Regions from separate parts of the Ovis canadensis genome. Here region 2 is linked to region 1. The links are chromatin contacts, called in public Hi-C maps. All regions are on one chromosome and are shown on one strand. Each heading gives the region's core, a stretch centred on a gene start, on an enhancer-like site or on the middle of the called end of the contact. The rest is flanking DNA. Distances are from core to core; before and after follow the strand shown. Region 1 holds the start of CDC37 (cell division cycle 37, HSP90 cochaperone). Region 2 holds the start of CDKN2D (cyclin dependent kinase inhibitor 2D).

Evidence for each region. A called contact is a pair of places that touch in the nucleus more often than the background predicts.
Region 2: a contact with region 1 is called in a Hi-C map of lung, with 5 times the contacts expected there. The contact joins the promoter of CDKN2D here to the promoter of CDC37 in region 1. A contact is called at or near these places in 2 of 2 Hi-C or Micro-C datasets (fibroblasts and lung).

The regions. Positions count from the first base shown.
Region 1 is chr5:27,650,546-27,657,336 of ARS-UI_OviCan_v2, forward strand. CDC37 (cell division cycle 37, HSP90 cochaperone) reads right to left here and starts at 5,467. Exons shown (of 8, transcript XM_069589231.1): 1 at 5,210-5,467. The coding sequence starts at 5,311.
Region 2 is chr5:27,785,171-27,792,004 of ARS-UI_OviCan_v2, forward strand. CDKN2D (cyclin dependent kinase inhibitor 2D) reads right to left here and starts at 4,456. Exons shown (of 3, transcript XM_069591081.1): 1 at 4,274-4,456; 2 at 3,848-4,003; 3 at 1,922-2,872. The coding sequence starts at 3,988. The coding sequence ends at 2,513. KRI1 (KRI1 homolog) reads right to left here and starts at 1,537. Exons shown (of 19, transcript XM_069591057.1): 1 at 1,362-1,537; 2 at 1,172-1,245; 3 at 477-582. The coding sequence starts at 1,455. It overlaps AP1M2 (adaptor related protein complex 1 subunit mu 2), which reads right to left. Exons shown (of 14, transcript XM_069591079.1): 13 at 6,701-6,776; 14 at 5,861-6,271. The coding sequence ends at 6,249.

The DNA of each region.
Region 1 (6,791 bases), core at 4,217-6,716:
ACAGGCACCACCAGCTCTGTGCCCAAGACTGAACTCCCCAACTCAACCCCCCACCTGAGCTCCCCCAAACCTATTTTTCTGTGTCCTCCCTCAGGGAAGACCCTCGTCCCTGCCTCCTGTCCCCAGCTGAGGCCTGCTGTGAGTCATTCCCTCCCTCTGTGCCACCAAATCACCACACTTTTCCTTTCCAGTCGTCCCTCTAATGTGCTCCACCCCACGGGCTGCACCTGGATCCGCAGGGCCCACTAAGCTATCTCCAGGCCAGCACGCCTCTGGAGCCCAGTGTGGGGCAGACCCACCAGACTCCTGTATACCCCCATCCTAGACGCTGCTCCTCAGAACTCTTCTGCTGAACCCCAAGCTCAGTGATGGCACGTCAGCTCAGCTTCCTCATCCAGACCCCTCAATGGATCACAGGGCTCTGTCACTGTCCACCCCTGCCCCAGTTCCCCATCACCTCCCCCAGCTCCCTGCAATGTCTGCTCAACCCAGAGCCACGGCCTGAACCCTGAGAGGTGCCACGGCTTTCCATCACCTGCCCCTGGTTCCCCGCAGCATCTCCTCAACCCAGAGCCACACACTGAACCCTGAGAGATGCCATCACCATCTCCCCACTCCAGGCTCAGAAGCTGCCAGGGGATTCCTGGAAACGCACCCATCTGACCACAGCCCTCCCTGTTCAGATGGGACCCCAAATTCCTGCCCCAAGCTGCCCAGACGGCACCAATGTTCCTTGAGGGGCTGGGTCTCAGACCAACGCCGCCCTCGTGGCTCCCCAAATGGACCAGCTCTCTCCTGCCTCTTAGCCTCTGCACATGCTGTTCCTCCTTGCTGGAACTCCCCTCGCTCCATCTGCTTTGTCCATAAGTCTCAGCTTCAATAAAGCCTTCCCCAAGTGCGAGACCCCTAGAATCACTGAGCCCCAAAGGCCCCTCGGTGGTCATCAGGTGACACGATGAGACGCTGATGGAAAGCCTTGAGACCCCAAACCGGGGGTCATACCCCATGGCCACCACATAATGGCCGGGAGTCTCTGGGCCAATCCCCAAACCTCAGTTTCCTCATCTGTCAGAGGCAGAAAACAGTGCCAACCTCACGAGCTTGCATTGGAAGACACAAAAGAGGCTGTACAGCCAGAGCTGTGCTGGACGTGCAGTCAGCCCATGACCACACGGGCTGCTGTCATCACTGTCTGCCCAACGGGACGGTCTCCCTTTCTGGGGACGGTACTGGGGCTCAAACAAGAAGTGCACTTCAAGTGCTCAGCTCGATACCCGGTACATGCCTGGTAACTGGGAGCAGTTGCTACTGCATCAGAGCACCCAGCTCCACACCTACTGGCAGTGTGACCTTAGCAAAGTCGCTAACACCTCCCCCTGCCTTGGTGTCCCCCTCTATGAAATGGGTGTGCTAAATCGCTTCAGTCGTTTCCGACTTCTCGTGACCCTATGGACTGCAGCCCGCCAGGCTCCTCCGGATTGCCATTTCCTTCTCCAGGGAATCTTCCACAACCAGGGATTGAACCCACAACTCTGGTGTCTCCTGCACTGGCAGACGGGTTCTTTACCACCAGCGCCACCTGGGAAGCCCTATGAAATGGGGCCTCACAGGGCTGTTGTGAGGATTAAATGAGTTACCTCAAGGAAACCGCTGGCAACATCCTGTCCTCACCACCGCCATGGCCACGGTCACCAGAATGGTTTGCTGACTCCAGGCACTCATGGGTGAGTGCCGGGAGACCCGAGCCCTTCTCTCACACCCCACTGGACTGACATGACCAATCATGAGCCTCACTTTTCCCATTTGTTTAAGGGGTGGACAAGACCCTTAAGGCCTTGCAGCCGCTACTGCCTCCCTTTTTTCACGACAGGCCTGTGTCCTTCTGAAACCTTCCCCCTGCCTTGAGAGGGGTTATTAGCATCACCGCTGGCCTCAGGGGATAGCAGGAACCTACCACACTGCTGGTGTCTGCTAGGTGGCCATCAAAATCCTCCAGCATCCTCTGAGCAGCCGCCAGGGAGGCCAAAGCTAAATAAAGGCCTCGTGGAACTGCTGGGGGTGGCAGCCTGCCTGACCTGGGCTTTACACCTCCGGGAGAGGCTGTCAGGCTGGGCAGGGCAGAAAGCTGTGGCGAGAAGGGGCCACAGGCGTCCCTGTTCCCTGCCTTACACAGAGACAGGGGCACCCAAGGCTCACAGAACCTGGATGCCGCCTGGCTCACTGAAAGGAGCCACAAGAAACCAGGGTTGGCAGCTGTTTCTGGCCAAGGGAGCCAGGGAGCTGGAACTGGGAAGACTCACTTGTCCCCTTCTGGAGCCTTGGGATTAGTTTTTATTTTTTACCATGAGCATGAATTATCCAAGCAATGATGATGACAGGAGCTAAAGTTTCCACAAAGCTTATTATGTTCCAGTGTTGTCTTGCAAGCAGTACACATGTTAAATTCATAAGGTGGCTCTCACAAGCCTATTGGGTGGGTACTATTAAGACTGCCAACTGGGGAAACTGAGGCACACAGCGATCAAAACTCACTTCCGGGGACTTCCCTGGTGGTTCAGTGGCTAAGACTCTGTGCTCTCAATGCAAGGGGCCCCAGTTCGATCTCCGGTCGGGGAACTATTAATAGATTCCACATGCTGCAACTAAAGATCCAGCACACTATAACTAAGACCCTGTGCGGTCAAATTAATTTAAAAAAAAAAAAAAAAAACCCTCACTGGATCACAGCAAGTCAGTGATATGCAGAAGGAGCAGGATATGAACCCAGTCGGGCAGGCCTGCGCTCACAAGGGTACCAGGCTACCTTTTGGCTAATCCCCTCTTCCACTCTTGGTATTGCTTACTCTTTCCTCCCAGGCGCCGAGCCAAGTTCTTTCAAGATCTAATCTCATTTCATTTTCACGACAGTCTCATGGAGGCGGAGGGCTCGCTCCCCCAAAGCAGTGATGGTCCTGTGGCAGGGCTGGAGCCCAGGCTGCCAGTCACTGGCAGCTGAACCTCGTGCTGGAGACACCAGGCTCCCTGCCTCCACTCATCTCCACGACAGCCCTGGGTCCTCAGCGGTTGGACAGGGAAAGGTTTTGCGCCAGGAGGGAGTAGGGCGTGGTGAGAGGAGGACGCTGTATGAGAGCGGGCATGGCCTCCCAAACCAGCAGGACCAAACCTGGTGATAGAGATCAACTTCGTGACAAGAATAGGTGTTCCCGAGAATGAGCTTTAAAGCTTTGCGGAGAGCTTCAATATTTCATCATAAAATGTCACATATGGCAAGAGAGAAATACTAGAACTTTCTTTTTCCACTCCAGTGGCTTGCCCACCAGGTACACTAGCCAGGTGAAAGGGTTAGTCGCTTAATCGTATCCGACTCTTTGCAACCCCATGGACTGTAGTCCACCAGGCTTCTCTGTCCATGGGATTCTCCCTCCAGGCAAGAATACTGGAGTGGTCACTATTCCCTACTCCAGGAGATATTCCCCACCCAGGGATTGAAGCTGGGTCTCCTGCACCGCAGGCAGATTCTTTACCATCTGAGCCACCAGGGAAGCCCTAGCCAGGAGGCTGCTGCTTTAAGTAATGGGTTGGACCCAGAACTGGGACTAGATGTAGGCACGGATACTGTATCTCAGCAGGATGAGGAAGGGCACTTCTAGGTGTTTCTGGATAAACAACTGCAAGCTGATACATGGGAAGACAGAATGAGGTTTTCCTAACTGGAAAGTTCTAGAAGGTATATTCCATAAGTGTGAGAGCAAAGCAGCCCCTGGAATGTGGGTGTAGGAGCTCTGAGTTGGTGGAGCAAGAAGTTAGCACACAAGGTCTCAGGAGAGCCATTCTGTTGGTCTGTGAGCACAGCTGAGCGGCTGCGGGGGTGGGGGGTGGGGTTGCAGGTTGTCGAAAGAACATACAGACTTGGGATTCTGGGGGTCTGTATTTGGGGGAAAATAGATAAAAGAAGGGGCGGTGAATCTGGAATCAGGATGGGTGGGTTCCTTGTAACAGCAGGGTCATTGTGGATGTCTGAGAATAGCACACCAAGTTTGGGTCAGAAGGGAGATGGGATGGATTTGGGTCCTGGACTTGGGTTTGAATGTGGCATTCTGAAGCTGGCAAAGGTTCCCACTGGAAGTCTGTCTTGGGGGTGGGCGGGGACTGGGTGTGAGGTACCAAGGAGGGGCAGGGGTTCTGGCTGGGCAGGAAGCCACGTGGGTAGGGTTTCCTGATGTAATGGGAAATTGGGTCTAACAGTACCAGAGGCTAAAGAAGAGCCTCCGGAATTGGAGGCTCCATCAGGGTGGAGGTGGTGGTTCATTCTGAACAGGACCCAAGTTTCAAAATTCCAGGCCTAGATGAGACTGAGGGCCTTGGGGGGAGGGGGTACCAATCTTTGTTCTAGGGGAGGGGTCCTGGGTGTGGGTTGGAGTCCCAAGCCTGGAACAGAAATCTCAGGGGAAGACAGAATTATTTTATTCAGAGGAGTAAGACTTCTGGATCTGAACCATAAGGATCCAGAAAAGCAGGTCGCAGAACAGACTTAAACTATTGGGAACTCTAGGGTTTTGGAGGACTTCCAGACGGGGCCAGTGGTAAAGAGCCTGCCTGCCAATGCAGGAGACATAAAAGATCCCTGGATCGAGAAGATCCCATGGAAAAGGAAATGCCAAACGACTCCAGTATTCTTGCCTGGAGAATCTCACGGACAGAGAAGCCTGGCGGGCTACAGTCCATGGGGTCACAGAGTTGGACACGACTGAAGCGACTGAGCACAGGGGTTAGGAGGAGCCATGGAACAGCCAAGATCTTAACTGGGTACCCGACTAGGTTCAGGATCCAGATTCTGAGGTAGAAATCTGGGTGTAAATGGAAGATCCCAAGCAGGATTGGGAGGCACGTCAAAAGCTTGTCTTGGCAGTCTAAATTCTAAAAATATACCGTACAGGTCAACCTGGCGTTTCAAGAAGAAACTGGAAGCGCGGGGCGGTGGGGGTGGGGGTGGGGGGCGGCGCCGGCATCGCGGGCAAGGAACTCAGGGGTCCCGGCAATTCTATGGCCCCGGAATTGAATCGAAGAACCCTAGGCTATTCGGAAAGTCCAGGCTGTAGGGGGCAATCCCAGGTATCAATGGCTGGTGCCCCCCCGGCAGTATCAGGGGGTCAGAACTCTGAAGCGGAGTCCCGGGAGTGGGGGAAGGGGCTGGGCGCGCGAGCTCTACCTGGTGCCGCCAGCGGAAGAGGCTAGCGGTGTCGATGTTGGGGTGCGTCTCGTCTTCATCATCAGACACCTCGATGTGGTCCCACACGCTGTAGTCCACCATCTTGCCTCGGGGCCCAGCCCTCCAGGGTTCTGGTAGCGGTGACGGCGACGGCGGCGGCGGCAGCGGCAGCACTGAGACACAGCCCGCGGAGCCCCGCCCCTTCCGCTTCCGCCCTGACGCTTACACCCCTCCCTCGCGTGACGTCACATCCTTAGTAACCTCAGCAGCGGCACTGGCGACCAAGTTCTTAAAGAGCCCTGCGCACGTGTTCCGGCTCTCGGGAGTCCGCTGAGACCTCACCCCATCCGGCTTCCGGCCTCCACTAGGCCCTTCCTGGGGAATTACGGGTGGGTTCTCCAACCTCGAGCCCCCCTCATCTCCCGCTACCCCACGGTGGGCGTTTACGGCAGCCTTGGGAGAGGGGGCAGTTGGCGAGACTGAAAAAGAGGATTGTCCTCTTAGCCACGCCACAGTGACGTCAGCCTGAGCCCACTACTGGGGCTCGGCCTCGGCGAAAAGACCTCGCTCCCGTCTTTTGTGAAGAGGGACTTAACTTTGTCCTGGAGATGGTGCCTGATGGGAAAGGACCTTCCCAGTACAAGGGGTACAAGGCCCTGCTCTAGGAGGGTCTAAGTGAAGGAAGGTTGTGGCCCTGCCCTCGAGGAGTCGAGATGGGGGCGATGTGGCCCTGCCTTGGGACCTGGTGTTTCCCTGGCTCGGACCACAGCTTCCCCTCTTGCCTCCCCCATCTTCTGCCACTCCTTAGCGGGGATTCGCGCATACACGCCCCCTCTGGAATCACCCGACCGCACTTAACGGGCCTCATTAGCTTGTCTACGGCGGCTCCCCATGCATCCGCTGGGTGTCGCTAGTGTCTAACTAGCGGCCAGTGCGGGTGCCCCGCGCCAGGTGGGGGAGGGGTGGAAGAGCTTGGAAGTGCGCACGCAGGGGGTCTTTCTCCGTCGAGGTACTCTGGGACTCCTCGCAGTCCCTCCCTCTTTCGTCTGGGATCCCCTTCCTCGTTCCAGACTCTAAGAACTCCATTACACTGAGCTTGGGCGACCGCAGCCACACATTTTCATGTATCCCTACCCACGCTTTGATACAGGGATAAAAGGCTGCGTTGCAGCCTAGGGCCAGGATTATCTCAGATTAAAGGGCGCAGGGCGGGGGACAGGGAGAATGGGTAGAGATTCAGCCACTTGAGTGAAGGGCGCCTCTTCCAGACTCCCCCCAACCAAGCAGGCGTTTGGGGGGACGCTGGAGAGGAAGGAGTAAAGATCTTTAAATGGGTGGGGTGTGGGGGATTCCCCGGCCCCGGGAAGGGGTGGGGCCATCCGGACAAAAGCGCCCGCCCGCCGCTGCCCCTCCCCCTCACGGTCCATTCAAACCCGCGAGTAGGCGGGCGGGGGCGGGGGAGTCCCCCTTTCCTCCTCCTCCTCCAACCCTGGCGGTTCAGCATCACAGCGGCCGTCAAGGCCCGGGTACGCGCGCGCACGGACCTACATCCCAGCGGGGCTCCCGATCTCACACATACACA
Region 2 (6,834 bases), core at 3,206-5,705, 130 kb after region 1:
CAGACACACAGCCATTATTAGTAACAACAGGTCATAACCCTGGACACTCTTAGCTGATTAGTAATCAGTTTTTTTTTCTTTTGGCTGTGCTGCGTGGCCTGTGGGATCTTAGTTGCCCCACCAGGGATGGAAGTGCAGTCTTAACCTCTGGACGACCAAGGAAGTACCTCTGCTAATCAGTTCTGACTTGTAGGTGAAAAAAAAAGTGAAAGTGTTAGTTGCTCAGTTGTGTCCTACTCTTTGCACCCTACGGACTGTAGCTTGCCAGACTCCTCTGTCCATGGGATTTCCCAGGCAATAATACTTGAGTCGGTAGCCATTCCCTTCTCCAGGGGATCTTCCTGACCCAAGGATTGAACCCAGGTATTGCAGCCAGACTCTTGACTGTCTGAGCCACCATGGAAAGATTCATTAAATAGCCACAACAGCTTCTAAGGCAGTGAGGACCCAGGATCCCATGAGAAGCAGCCCCAGACCTGTTTGCTGATAGAAGGTGACATCTTTCTGATAAATGCGGGGGTCCTTCTTCTTCAACAAGGAGAGAGTCCTGTAAAAGTCACGCTCTTGCTGAGGGTCAAATTCCTAAAGCAGAAAAAGGGGGTGGGGACAGATTTCAGAAGGGGGCTGTGATGGGGGCAGTAAGCCACAGGGGCAGAAGGGCTGAGAGTGTGGGAATTAGGGTGTAGGGAGGGGTACAGGTTAGAAGATGGGAGAATCCAGCTGGGTAGAGGAAGGTGGGGGGAGGGCTGGAGGGCTGGATCTCAGTGGGAGGGAGGGTCAAGGGGACCCCGTGGGGGTGGACCACACACGAGTAGAGAATAGGAAGCAAAAAAAGGTAGCAGGCAAGGGGGTGGTGGTACTTCCTGGAATCAATACGGGATGGATGATACAGGGGCAGGTGGCAGCGAAGGCATATGAAAAACAAAGGAAGGGATGGATGGCTCAGTGAGTCTGGGAAGATCAGAGCTGGTGTGGGGAAAAGATGGGTGCTCCACGTGGCAGAGGGATGCCCCATTTTGGGAACAGAGGCAGACAGGGAGAAATGGTTAGACTGTCAGGGATTGAAGGCGCAATGGGGTTGGAGGTTAGTTGCCCCTTGTAAGTCCGGGCCAGGATGAGACACGCCCCTGGACACCTCCCGCAACTCCGGAACGGAGGCGGAGAAGCTCACCACGTGCTCGTCGCTGGAATCAGATTCGGAGCTGGAGTCGCTGCCGCTGCGCCGGTCTCCGTAGCGATCTTTCACTGTGGGACAAAGATGCGAGCCCCCCACCCAGGTGAGCCTGGGGGACCAGATCAAGGCCCACCTGCAGATTCCCCAACAGGCGCCGGCTCCCCACGCGCATGCGCCCCGCACTCACGCCGCTGCAGCTCCTCTCGCTCACGGTAGCGGCCGTACCTCGCCGCAAACGCCGCGTTCACCCGCAGGGGCGACGACCCGCGCGGCTCCGGCATGGCTGCTCTCCGACCCACTGCGCACGCGTCAGGAAAGCACCGCCTCCCTGGAGGCGGGGCTACGCACAGTTTACTTTAAATAGGGGCGGAGCCTCCTGGGCCGCCCAGAACCTTGCCCCGGGCCCTTCCGGGATCCCTGGCCCTGGGACCGCAGTCCCCGCCCACGAGCCACGCCTCTGCGGGGAAGGCTGCAGCCACCGCCCATCCCACTCCCCCACCCTCGGGGCTCCCGGCACCCAGCTGACATCTGGGGGCCCTTTCTCCACTCGCGGTTTCCTGCCTCCCTTCCGTTCCGACAGCGTAAACCGCTGCCCCACCCAACTCACTCACCCCTGGCGCCCTGGGAATTACCACTCTCTCCCCTCCTCCAAAGCATCCACGATCCTCGACCCCCAGGGCCCATCCCCACAAACATCCTGGATACGCGACTCTCCATCGCGTATCAAAAATGACAAGCCACTAGAGCTGTGGTCATGCACAAGTCTTAATTTAATGGGTAAAAACATTAAATTACACACACAACAATATTTTCTATAAAGCTTAATAAATAGACTTTTTTTTTAAACGCTGTACAAAGGGACTGGAAATGAAGCTTTCAACAAAATATGAATGAACTCATACTACCCTTTTATCGATTTGGAACACTCCCCCCTCCCCCATGCCGGAAAGCAGTGTGCACACTTGAGGTCTCTCTCCGTAAGCCGGCCAAGGTCGACAGGTTCCAAGAGCCTTGGAAGAGATGACCTCACTCCCTCACTCTCGAGGGCTGGGGTTTTAAACGCTCTGCCCTTGGGACTCAGTCTGTAGGCGTGGAGGAAAGTGAACCGTTCAGGTGGCTGTTGCCTCTAGGAGCCCTTCTCTGCCCAACACACCGAAAGGGGTGAGAAAAAAAAACGAGAAATGCACGTCAAACACACACACCCCAGAAATCAACACCAACAAGCCACAAACCGGTGCCCCTCGGCCGCGGGCAGGAGGAGCAAAAGGAGAAAGTGTTTCTTCCCTCTTCTGACACAGAACTCAGCTGGGTCCTGCTGCTGGAGTGGGTGGCCCCAGGTCACAGGGGTGCCACTGTGTGCCGCTGCAGTATGTCCATGAGCTCTTGGGCCCCTCTCCCCCGTGCCAGCTCTAGGGGTGTGAGCCCCCTGGCGTCCCTGTGATGGAGATCAGACTCGGCAGCCAGGAAGCTGACCACAGGGGTGTGGCCCTCTCTCACTGCCAGGTGGATGGGGAGCGCCCCGGTGCCATCGGGTGCGTTGACATCGGCACCGTGCTCCACCAGCACTTTTAGGGTGTCAAGGAATCCAGTGCGGGCTGCATCGTGGGCCGGAGTGGTGCCCGAGGCGTCCTGGACGTTGGGGCTGGCGCCTTGCTTCAGGAGTTCCAGGGCAATGGTGGGACTGCCGAACATCATGACCTGGTGGGGGGGATGGGGGTAGAGAAGGGTCAGGGAGTCTCCAAAGGAGGAGGTCTGGGGAAACGGGTGACTGGAGAGAGGGGTCATTCGGGAGTTGAGAATGCCAGATACAAGGTTCTCAAGAGAAGGAAAAACTCCGGGGAACAAAAACTTTCAGGCAGCTGTTGAGACCCCAGAGAACAAGATCTCCCGGGAATAAGGAACTTCAAAAAACTGGTCACCCCCCGCCCCCCGCTAGGGTATACCCCCGTGGAAATTTTGAAGGAAACTAAGACCCTCCCCCAAGGAACCAGAGACACTTCTCCCCACAGATGGGAAATCATCAGGAACTATGAACCCCACCAGGAAACAGACCTCAGAGAACAGTCCCCTCCAGGAAATGGAGATGGCCAGGGAATTTAAAACTCCTCCAAGGAATTTCCCCCTCCCATATAGTAGGGATCCTTTCTGATGAAATGGGGTTCCCCTTTTGTAAATGTCCCCAAGGGAACACGGACTCCCATGTAATCTGTGACTACTCCCTTATTGGTATCCCCCTCCCCAAATATGCCAGTAAGAAAACCCCGCGGGAATAGAGATTCTCCCCCACAGGAAACTGGATACCTCGCAGAGAACCCCCTGAAAATGGGTACACCTTGGAAACAGGAATCCTTCCTTCCTGCGGTCGGATCGTCCATAGATGCTCCAAGACATTGGAGCTGCCCTCATGAAACTCGGATCCAAAGAAGGTGAACCCTCACCCAGGGAATAAGAACTTCTCCAGGGAAACTGAATCCTTCGCAATCAGAGAACAAGGAATCCTCCAAAGATGGAAAGCTCTCCCCTCCCCCCAACCTAACCCCATCCACCACCCACCTAAGAAAGGGGACATTAGGGAGCCAAGTCAGCCCAGAGACGCAGGAACAGACCTCAGTCGGCTACCAACGGGAACAAGGAGAGAAGAGGGAAGGGGTCTGCGGGCCTGCCCGGGCTCACCTGCAGCGCCGTCTTGCCAAAGCGGTTCAGAACGTCTGGGTGCACCAGCTCGCGGTGCAGAAGGCGGCGCACCTCCTGCACGTCTCCTCGGGCCGCCGCCCCGCTCAGCCGGTCGCCGGCGTGGACCTCTTCCAGCAGCATGTCGATACTGGCGGCCTGCGAAGCCCCCCGCCCCACCCCGCGGCGGTCAGTGAGGGGGAGCCCACCGGCGCTAGCCCGAACAGCCCTCCCGCAGCGTCGCCGGCCTGCAAGGAGGTCGGACTCTCCTGTCCGGGTCTCGGGCGCGACCCCCGCCCTCCCGGCCGGCTCCTCCCCCTGTCAGCCGGTGGGTAGAGAGGGGCTGAGAGCCCAGGCCCAACCCTCCGCTAGCCCGCTGGGCCCTGCCCGGCGCCCGCCCCTTGGGGGCCGGGTCTCCCCCCAACTCACCCTCCCTCCTCCTCTTCGGGCGGGGTCTGTTCTGAGCCAGCGTCTCCGCCGCTGCGGAGCAGGCCGCTAGGGGGCGGAGCCAGAGCTCTCCGCGGATTTGTTTTCTTATGAACTTGCTACGTTGTAGCCCAGCTGCGATGCCCGGCTCCCGACCCTGTAGTGCTCCGCCCTCCTTGCCAGCGCAGCCAATGGCCACGCGTTGCCAGGGAGGCTTTGGGCGCCGGCGTGGGCGGGCCCGCTTCTGATTGGACAAACTGCGGCGACCGGTGAACCGCGAACAATGGCGGGGTTTTCGGTTTTTCAAAAGCGACGGGCGGGCGGGAAAGAGGGCCCGTTTAACTGACCCAGGGGAGAAAGGTCAGGCGCAGGGTAGCGCGGGCTGCTCCGGGACCTCGGCACTTCCGAGGGAAAAGGAGGCAGGGCTGGGACCGCCCAGTTTGGAGTTATGCGGTGCGATAATATTCGTTAGTTCTTACTGTGCAAAGTGCTTTATTTCATTCACTCACTGTGTGCTGGAGCCGTTCCTGGCGCTGGGGGTCCTGCATTCGAGCTACTGAGTAATTTTAGTGTTAAGCACCGTGAGGAAAATAAAGCATGGAAATGGGGTGAGTGAAAAAGGAATCACGTTTGGCTCAGATTGCGCCAGCCCTGGCACAGCAAATGCAAGGGTGTGGAAGAAAGTTCATTCACCAGCTGCCACGTGGGTGAGACTGGGAGGCGAGAGTCGCGTCGCAGGCTCTTAACAGAGGCCTTCAATAGCGGGGCCTTCACACATTTACCGACCTGCTACTGTGTACTATGCACCCCAGTAGAAAGCAAGCCAGGTGCCTCCTGACTGTTGGATACTTACCTTTTAGAGCTGGAGACGACAATAAATATTTTCAGAGTGCTATACACTGTGGAGCTGACAAAATGAGATAAATAATGGTGTCTTGGGAAATGAAGGCTTTGAAATAGAGAGGTCGGGCATGGCCACCCTAAGAAGGTGACATTTGATTTGAGACCTGAAGGTGAGGGAAGGAGCCGTGTGTCTCTCAGGAAAAACATACCAGGTGGAGGCGCTACAGATTCCAAGGCCCTGAGCTGTAACCATGTCTAGTAAGTCCAGGAAGAGCGAGGTATAGAGAGGGAGAGAAGGGGGAGGAGGTGAGGGGTGAACAGGTGTGTGGGCTGTGGTGAGCACTTTTACTTTTTAAAAAGAATGGGGAATTTCCCTGGCGGTCCAGTGGTTAAGACTCCGCGCATCTGCTGCAGGGGGTCCAGGTTCAATCCCTGGTCGGGGAACTACGGTCCCTCAAGCTGCTCAAAACGACAGAAATCAATGGGTGGAACCCTGGGAAGCTTCTGTATTGAGGAGCCACGGTCTAGTTTAGGAGTTAATAGGCGCCCTCTGGTGGCTATGATGGGAACTGGCTGTCATGGGAGAGGGAAGCCCAGAGCCTGGGAGACCAAGGTGGGAGCAATTGCGAGGGCCCAGCTGAGAGATGACCAGGGCTGAGAAATGGATATGTTGCCCACTCTTTTCCCAGCACCCCAGGGGCACCTCTGACATCCCCAGCCCCCAGCCAAAAAGTACATAACAGCAGCTAGATTCATCTTTTTAATGCCATCCTAAAACTCAGAAATGGGCCAGTGGGGCCTCTGGGCTCAGCAGCAGTGGAGGAGGGACTCCCCACGCCTCCTAAGGCAGGTCACTGCAAAAAGGCACTCATGAAGGGGACTTCAAGCCCCTCTTCTATTTCTTCATATAAAACTGGGGGAGGGGGAGGGGTGAGAGTCTGAGAGCTGGAGATTATCACTCCCAGCCTACCAGTAAAGGAAATGGGTAGGAGCAAGTCAGGTGCTGGGAGTAACAAACCAGTAATTCAAGAGCTGCCCTCACACACACACACCCCGTCTTCCCTCCTTCTTTAGTGGAGGCTGCAGTGGGGCCTGGGGAGAAGACAGCCCAGGTTCAGGCCCCCACTTCTCCCTTCTAGCTGGTACGAAGTTGATAATCTGTAGGGAAACAATGAGCAGGGACCATCTCAGAATTGGGGGAAGGAGACAGGACAGCACCCCCACCCACAACCCATCCCCTTCCCCAGTGCTCATGATCAACCCCACAAGTTTGTAACAGGGCTAAGGATGGGCTCAAACATGGCGACTGTAACCACAGCAACATGCCTGTCTCCAGGCAACAGACGGGGCTGCTGTGTGTTCAGTTGCTTATCCAAACCCCACCACCACCACCCTGGAACTGGCAACTGTCCCCATTTTAAAGATAGGCAAACCGAGACTCGGGAGGGCACACTGACAAAGATAGGATAGACCTGAGGGCCACGCCTGTCGGTTTTGGAGCTCTCTGAGACAAGATGTTTCAAAGCCCCAAGACCATGCCCATTCATCTCCTTGTCCCTGTCATCTCAGGGAGCCGGGCCACCTTACCGCCACTCTGGGTGATATAGCGGACCCAGGGCAGGGCCTGGTAACCACTCTTCTCAATGATCTTCATGTATCGGACCTGGAAAGGGATGAAAGGAGGTGGCCCAGGGTAGGGGGGACAGAGCAGGCTGGGGCCA